Regions from separate parts of the Mus musculus genome. Here regions 2 and 3 are each linked to region 1. Evidence: chromatin contacts called from public promoter capture Hi-C data. All regions are on one chromosome and are shown on one strand. The core of a region is the stretch at or near the end of the contact, and the rest is flanking DNA. Distances in the headings are between cores, read along the strand shown.

Region 1 (2,700 bases), core at 181-2,680:
CAACCTTACTAAGGGCTGTTAAGGTGACAGAGGTGAAAGATTGTAGAAGTCGGTGTACAGACCACCTGGACATTGCACACTGATATCCCAGACTGACTTCAGATTCTGTGTAGCCATGGCTGACCTCGGCTGTTAGGGTTATATAGTGTGGTTTCCCTTTTACGCTACGTAACTAGTTAAACATTGCTGTGTCTCACTCCCCTGTGTCTCTGGGGTTTGGTTGAAAGATTTCAGTTCTAATCAAATTCAAGTCAATCCCACTACCCGAACTTTGAGGTACTGAGATTTACACAGTAGGCTCAGATTCCTGGTGTAAGTTCTTTTTAAGGTATTCACATTTTAGAACACTGGAGTACTGGTCAGGTAGGCCACCCTGTTCCCTAGACTGAAAACTGCAACTAAGAAGGCCTCTAGAGAACCCGTGATGAGCAGATACGCCCTCTAGTGGTTCTATTAGACTATACAGAAATTGTGACTTGAGCCTTGCTTTGAAGCTCTACTGTCTAAACTTGGGAATTATGATGTTAAAAGGTAGCCTAGGTTCCTCTTTATCCTAACTGTGCATGTTCACACTAGGTTTTTATGTGTCCATACGGACTATCAGGATTATCGTGGCCTTGCTAAGTTGAGTGGTTGACTAATGTGAGCTCGTGAATGTCAAAATACAGAATTAACCAAGGTGGCATAGAGCGTGGTGTATCCATGCTGTAGAACATTTAACACTTGGCTATTACAGCCGAACTGGGTTTTATGGGATGGTATTTAGGGGGAACAGGCTTCATCATGTGTGCGTTACAGACAGACATACTGGTTACATATAACAGATGACCTCATTTTTGTTTAAAAAGAAAGAAGTGGCAAGAACCTCAAACTCTTAGCTCAGGCAATATTGGTGTCATTCATCCAGGGATTTAGAAGTATGGGAGTTGATAGTGTTATTGCTAAGGAAAATACATGTTTGCGTGCGCGCGCGCGCGCACACACACACACACACACACACACACACACACACGGACCTGAGATGAAAAAAAACCAGTGTGTAATGTGTTAACAGTTGGATCTCTAGTACAAAGGTGCAGTCCCTCACCTGAATAGCTACAGAAGATAACGGAACAGCTCATTTCAGGGACTGCTTTTGGAGTTGGGTTTGCCTGTGGTTTTTTTGCTAGACTAGGATGTGTTTACTTGGTAATCTGCTTATAAATACAAGCCTGGACCTAAAGTGCTTAAGATGTGAGGCGGTTGGAATTTCTTTGTTTTACTAAGGAGATTTTTCTCTCATTCTAAGAATTAAAATCTTTTCCTCTTCAGCCCAATTATGTATTAATGGACAGTCTTTGTGAAAAGGCCTTTCTTTGAGGTCTACAAGCGGAAATGATTTGTTCTGAAAGAGCATTCTTGACCGATCACCATTGCTGAGGGCTGCTTCAAAGGTGGTCTTGACTTTCCAAAATGCTGAGTGAGGCTTCGGATTTTAACAGCTCGGGCTCTAGGAGCGAAGGTTCTGTCTTTTCAAGGACTGAGCACAGCGTCATAGCGGCTTACCTGATTGTGGCAGGTACGGGTGTTTATTCAGTGACCTGCTTCTCGGGTGGGAGAAGAACTGAGGTGGTGGGCACAAGGGTGCAGGATGCAGGCTAGCTCAAACATGGGGTGGGCTGGGGTTGTAACAATCAGAAAATGGACATGGGAAAATATGCTGCTTCCTGACGGAAGGTTTTTGAGCAAAGAGGGACAAGAAAACTTTGTATCAAATGAAGCTTTAAAATAAAACTTGTCCGTATATTTGGTTTTTACCTTAAATTCATGAGCAGAGTGTGCATCGTGGTTAAAAGCATGCTTTCTATCATTTATGACTCTCATGCATAATTTGCAGTTTTCTTGGTAGGAAATAGCTCACGATTAAAACGTACTAGAGGAAACGCTGAAGTTTAAAGCAAAAGATAGAGGCTGCAGATCTGGTGTGTAAGTTCAGCTCCTCCCGCAGGCAGCCACGGGAGGCGGCAGCTTTGAAAGTGGGCCCAAGGGATTTCAGCTTTTTACTCTTGCACGGTCTCCTTTGCAAAATGAAGATAAGAATCAGGGATCCACTGAGCTCCTTATGAAGAGTATATATAATCAAGGCCCCTAAGGGACATGGGTACAAGGTATGCTCTTGTTGATAAAATTATCAGATTGAGATGAAGGCTTGTTTGTTGAAAAGGAGAGAAATGACAGAAACTGTACCAGTGGCCGGTGTGACTTTTATAACCAGCAATTACTTGATCTCAAACTTCACAGAAGTGGCGAGTTTTAGTAACTGTTATGTTGGGTTCATTGCTTTTCGGATTGACATTTATGAAAAATTCAAGTGTGTTTCCAAAAACAGTGAGAAATATATCTCCATGTGTCTTCATAACTACTTATTTTTACCTCATAGTTGACGTGGGCTATAGATAACAATTTCCTTTTAATTTTAGTGGTACCGTAACTAGTTCATTTGAATACTTCTGGGTGGTAAGAGGCAAAAAGTGAGCCCCCAATTCCAGAATTACACTACACAGAGGCACTGTATACAAGTTTTGGCTCCATTAAATATGTGACAGGGGAAATCTAACATTAATCTGGCATTTTGAAGCCTGGAACAGGAGAATTGCTAAGGATTCCAGAGTCACCTGGGCTCCATAGGGAGACTGTCACAAACAAACAAACAAACAAACA
Region 2 (2,756 bases), core at 254-2,753, 2.0 Mb after region 1:
TGTGTCCTGTGAAACCAGTGAAGGACTACCGGGCTTTGTTTTTGCACAAGGCTGATTGGTTGCAAATACCACAGATGAGAAGCTACGCAGAGATGTTTTTACTAAAATGAGCCAGGTGTCCAAACGGTTTAAAGGGAAGTTTGCACGGCTCCCCTGGGTAGGGGTCACGCATGCCATCAAGGTTTCTCACGTTTTTAGAATTTGCTGTAAATGGAGGTTCCTCTGAGTCGATATGCTAGCGATTGTGATTACAAGAAGGGAGTTTTTATTTTTGCAAAAAAGCTTCTCTTCTTGACAAACACCCGACACCGAGCTGGCAGAAGGGGAAGAGAAACTTGGAAGAAACAAAAGATAATTTTACTCTCTTGCCCAACTCCCTCAGTTGCCATGGCCCCACCGGGTGTCTTAGAAGACATTTGTCCGCGAATTTTACACCAAAGCAGACCTGCACTGCCGACTCAGCAGCCTTTCTGGTTCCCAATCTTTCAGAGAGAGTGGGGGCAACCAAGTACGGAGAGGAGAGCGTCAGGCAAGCTCAGCGCTTTCCAGCGTTGGCGATTCTCGCTCTGCCCACCCTCCACTTCTTATCCCCACCCCGGCCCCACTCCCCTCCCTGGCCGCGGACCCCCCACGGAGCCTCTCCCAGCAACCGGATGCGAATCCTCTGGGAAAATTGGAAAATCCCGGATCACAACGACGCTGGGCTTTCCTGTGACCCGGCTACGGCCGGGAGGTGGGTCTGGAAGAGGCTTGTGCACTCCGGACTGGGATATTTCCCAAGTTCAATAACAGCATGTGACGGCGGGGGACCGGGATGTCGGCTAGTGAGCCAGAATGCACAAGCGGCATCCTTCTAGTTTCCGATTGGATGAAAAGTTTGCAAGAATAGGAGAGGAAAGACATACACACACACCGCTCCCCTCCCCCAGTATTGTTCGGTTCCTCCCTTATTTTATAAAGATCACGTATTTCATAAGCTTAAGATCGCGCTGGCTATATATTTTTTCAACCTTTCCTTAGTATATAGTGCAAGACTGCCTGTAAACCAAGCCAAGGAGAGAGAGAGCGAGAGCGAGGGAGAGGGAGAGGGAGGGAGGGAGGGAGGGAGGGAGAGAGAGAGAGAGAGAGAGAGAGAGAGAGAGAGAGAGAAGCAGGCAAGCGACAGTCCCCCACTCTCAAGCTAAACAGGTGACCAATAGGTACCTGGGGACTTGGAGGTCCGTGAGTCTTGCGGAGCCTTCTGGTGGAAGCCTGGGGATAGGGGTGGGGGTGGGGGACCGTCGCTGCCAGCGCCGTGGGAGCTCGAGGAATCCGCAGGTCGCTGGTCCTCCCACGCCACCGAGCCTCCCACGGGCGCGCCAAGAGCGGCCTCGCGCGAGTGACCTCGGCAAAGCCCTTGCCGGGAGGAAAGCCCCGCAGAGCCAGGCAAGAGGCTGCCGCCGCCGTCCAGCCCTTTTCCACAGGAAGCCCTGCCCCCTGTCGCCTCTCTGAGGTCTCCTGACTGACCGGGTTTGAGTCGCCGGGCACCCGGGGCGACCGCACCTTCTCCAACAAGAGGCAGCTCTAGATGGCATGTGACCCGGGAGCTGGGCTTTGAGAAGAAAGGAACTGGGTCGGTTCCAGATTAAGAGCTGCTGTGGGGTGGTGGACCAGCAGGCAGTTGGAGGACTCGTTGGGGACCCTAAGAATGTGCGCCTGATCTCGGGCCTTGGGAGGCAGTGGCTACTCTCTGCTCAACCCGAGGCGTGGGGAGCGGATGAGAGTCCAGCCAGACAGGATTGGAACCTTCCTCGGGATGCTGCCACCCTGCGCACAAGCCGTCCAGAAGCCTCCTCACCTGTCACTTCCGGCTAACCAACCTTTCTTCGCCCAACACCTAGTGCTGAGTGGTGACAGGGGCAACAGCCTCGTGAGGGTCTTTCAGAGGACCGACTGGATACCCGGACACTAATTTCCGAAGTTCAAGGAGGTTGGGATGGAAATACAGAAGGCAGCTGTGGAGAGAGGTAGGAGAGGGCTTCTATTTAGGGAGAAGAGCGATGGAGAGCAGAGCGAAGAGAACCAGAGTGACTGTAGAAGTTGCCAAGGATGTTCTAGTTGTCCGTTCCGTCGTCCCCTCTGCTTGGGAACCTGAATAGCAATTCCCACAGTCTTTCCATGGAAACTGTTTATTTGTCTGGACTCTGTCCTTAATGTCAGGGGAGGTAGGTCTTTTTCTGGGACAATAAAATGATGTGGCTTCTGCACTGTTGTCAGTCTACTGGAGGGCCTCCCCCCCCCCCCCAATTCTGCTGGGAAGCCTCGGCTGGGAAAGGACTTAAGTACATTTAAGTGAGGCAGATTCCAGTAAGGGATGTAATTTCGTTGGTTAATGATCAACGTTTATTATTCCTTCTTGGAAGAAGAGACAGCCACGGAATCTTCTTTCGATTGAGCTGTATCAAAGCAGGTACAAGATAAGACATTGCCAAGTGATTGTGCCAAATAAACCCAGGCAATAAAGTAACATAAAAATCGGAGTTTCTGCTCTCAGATCTCTTTCTTGTTAACGGTTTTCTTTTTAGACAAGGTTTTGTCATGTAGCTCAGGCTAGCTTCCAAGTCAAGACCCTTCTGCCTCCTGTGAATCCTAGCGTCATGATTGTGCTCCATCTGAACTCTTTAATCTTCAAAGCTGAGTTGAAGAACATGTGAAAAAAATGTGACGAATAAGGGAGTAATAAAGTGATGGACATGGTCAAAGTGCATTAACACAAG
Region 3 (2,700 bases), core at 175-2,674, 2.9 Mb before region 1:
AGTTCCACCACAGATCGGTTATGCCCATCCTGTTTTTACGAAAAGTTTTGATGCAAACCACTTCATATCCAATGCACACCTCAGACTTGCTCTACAAGAAGCCTGTAGAGCACAAGGCTCCTCTGTTCATTGGGAGCCAAATAAAGTCTCCCATAGGCTTTCAGAATTAATGGACCTGAAAACTTGGTAACACAGGCGAATTTGTTTTCTTGGTGATAAATGGAGAGAGCCAGTGCTATTCTCATCATAATAGAGGAGTCAAAACACATACTCAAAAGTTCATGTGAAAATAGTTATGACCACTATTCTGAATCTTGTCGATACTGTGAGCTAGCTTAAGTCTACTTGAATCTTAACTTCTTATTCAATGAGTAGATGCAAAATTACAGAAAGTTATATCTACATAGCAGGCTTGAAGTCATAGGAAAGGTGAGACATAACCTCAGCATTTTAATATTTAACTTTTACAATGATATATTAGATTTTCCGTTATAGACATTAAATAACATACAACTGAAAAATCAGACAAGTGTTTATGACTCAAAAAGATAAACCACAAGCAAGAAAACAAATTTCAGTATCAGTCTATCTCTCTGGTGTGCATGAAGCTCACGAACAAAAAATTGACACACACACACACACACAGGTGCTCACACTTGGTAACTAGAAGAGAGTGAAAAATGAAAACGATGAAGTCAGAGATTACAAGAGAAAGCCATGTAGGCAGGTAGTTGGCTTGGAAAATTTACTCAGGGAATACTTTGAAACTTCTACGTTAAGTCTGACGTTTCTGTAGCCAGAACACTGAAAACCACAAACATGGCCTGCACCTATAATGAACAAGACACAATGTAAACTCTTAAAGAGATTGGAGATGACTCACGTGAGTCGAAAATGTAGAAGAAGAAGAGGAGGAGGAGGAGAAAAGGGGGGAAAAAAGAGGGGTAGTGGGGAGACGTGGATTTTATCCAGAGTAAAATCGTATTTGCATTTCTAAGACTCGGTGAACTTGGGCTTCAGGGAGAAGGAAGTTTGGAGACAAACACAACAGCAAGCAGCTCCACAGATTGGTTCTATGGGTTCCTGCAGAATGGCCGGGTCACTCACAGTACCTGATTGTCCCACAAGTCCCACCCACTAACGCCAGGCAAGCGGCGACACCAGAATACCTGCCTGAATCTGGGGACGCAGAGATTGGGGGGTTGAGCTCCTAAGCGCGGAAGCTATGCCTGGCAGTGCTTAGTGGGCCGTGTCCTGCATTTCAGGCGCGTCTACAAGAGGCCGCCTAGGGAAGGTGACAGCCGGAGCGACACGCCTCCGTCCGCGCGGGCCTCCCGGGTCCCCGGCTCAGAACCCGAGGGTGAGCGCGCACCTCGCTCCACTGACAGCGCCCAGCACCCCCTCCCCCGCCGCCGCCTCGGGTCGGCCACTGCTCATGACGTCACATCGCCGAGACGCAACCCCGGGGGAAGACCCCAAAACTTCCGGCCGCCTGTCCCTTGCCCAGACAGACAGCCAAATGTAGCGAGTGAGAAAGAAGTGAGGGAAGATCGGAGGGAGGGAGGAAGGAAATGGGAGATGGGAGCTCAGTGTGGTACAGGGAGAGAGCTGGCGCAGGCAGCGGACGGCCGATGAGCGGTGAAACTGTGAAACGCTCAGGCATTTATCAGGGACAGCCTCCTGGGTCCTTTCTCGCTGCCGGGGACTGCGGGAGGCTGGCCCTTCCTTCTCCCGGCTGAGGCTGCTCAAGAGCTGCGGTTGGGTCACCGCTTCATGTGAGTGTCCCGATCCAGAGTTCTTCCCTTTCTCACCCGGGAAAAAGAACCTGACCTTCTGTGTAGTAGTGGGAAGCGCGGTCAAAACCTCCACCCACGTGCCCCCTTTTGATTCAACTTAGTTTGGGCAATGAATACGTGGCCGAGGGAGAGCATGCTACTGGAGGCAGGGGGTGAATGCATTACCTTGTTTCCTTTTAAGTGAGAGTGCAAAGGATTTCCAGTGTTTGTACGTGAGGACGGGTTGAAGAAGGAGATTCCTTGATTTCAACAGATATTAGAAACACCAGCTACCACTATACTCCCGGCAACAGTTTAGTTATTGGGTAAAGATCCATAAACTAAGTAGAAATGACTGTCAACGAAACGGACAAAAATCCCAGTCGTTGCCTCTCGGCTAGGGCTTATTGTTGAAGTACAGCATTAAAAGTAAGGTGAACACTCTGTATTTTAATATTGATATGTTTTACTTATGGGTATGTGTTCATGCCCGAGTGAGTTTTTGTGCAAAACTTGTGTGGAGGTAAACGCGGAGGCTAGAAAGCATCAGACCCCTGGGACCTGGAGTTACCTGTGATTGTGTGCTCCTGTGTAAGTGCTGGGCCCTGAGCTTGGGTTCCCTGCAACAAGCACTAAACGCTTTTTAGTGTTGGCATTTTATACTTAAATATTTTAGATTATAAGTACTGCACAGAAAAGGTATTAAGCCATAAAAAAAAAAAGGTAGATTATTTGACATGGTTGCCAGAGAAGGTTCTCAAGGAAAAGATGGCTTTCTAGGAAGGAGGTGACACAAATAGAATTAACAATAGAGAAAACCTTCAAGAAGTACAGTCAGTCATAAGGCCAAGCCATTGCGAAGGCCATGCAACAGAAACTTACCAAAGTATGAAGGGGTCTGACCAATGCCTGTGGGCTCAGAACT

What was found. Promoter capture Hi-C pulls out the DNA fragments that hold promoters and counts their contacts.
Region 2: a contact with region 1 is called in a promoter capture Hi-C map of liver, with 7 times the contacts expected there. The contact joins the promoter of Tifa here to the promoter of Rrh in region 1. A contact is called at or near these places in 8 of 39 promoter capture datasets (the 3T3-L1 cell line, the C10 cell line, embryonic stem cells and 4 more), 1 of 484 Hi-C or Micro-C datasets (liver), 1 of 115 datasets of contacts at active chromatin or transcription factors (large pre-B cells) and 2 of 9 other capture datasets (adipose tissue and liver).
Region 3: a promoter capture Hi-C map of pre-B cells shows a contact between it and region 1, with 8 times the contacts expected there. The contact joins the promoter of Tbck here to the promoter of Rrh in region 1. A contact is called at or near these places in 4 of 39 promoter capture datasets (hippocampal neurons, liver and pre-B cells), 3 of 484 Hi-C or Micro-C datasets (CD4 T cells, CD8 T cells and regulatory T cells) and 2 of 9 other capture datasets (adipose tissue and liver).

Annotation. Positions count from the first base shown.
Region 1 is chr3:129,821,235-129,823,934 of GRCm38.p6, reverse strand. Rrh (retinal pigment epithelium derived rhodopsin homolog) reads left to right here and starts at 1,430. Exons shown (of 7, transcript NM_009102.3): 1 at 1,430-1,558. The coding sequence starts at 1,453.
Region 2 is chr3:127,788,619-127,791,374 of GRCm38.p6, reverse strand. Tifa (TRAF-interacting protein with forkhead-associated domain) reads right to left here and starts at 1,503. Exons shown (of 3, transcript NM_145133.4): 1 at 1,204-1,503.
Region 3 is chr3:132,682,868-132,685,567 of GRCm38.p6, reverse strand. Tbck (TBC1 domain containing kinase) reads right to left here and starts at 1,424. Exons shown (of 26, transcript NM_001163455.2): 1 at 1,174-1,424. Aimp1 (aminoacyl tRNA synthetase complex-interacting multifunctional protein 1) reads left to right here and starts at 1,689. Exons shown (of 7, transcript NM_007926.2): 1 at 1,689-1,775. The coding sequence starts at 1,774.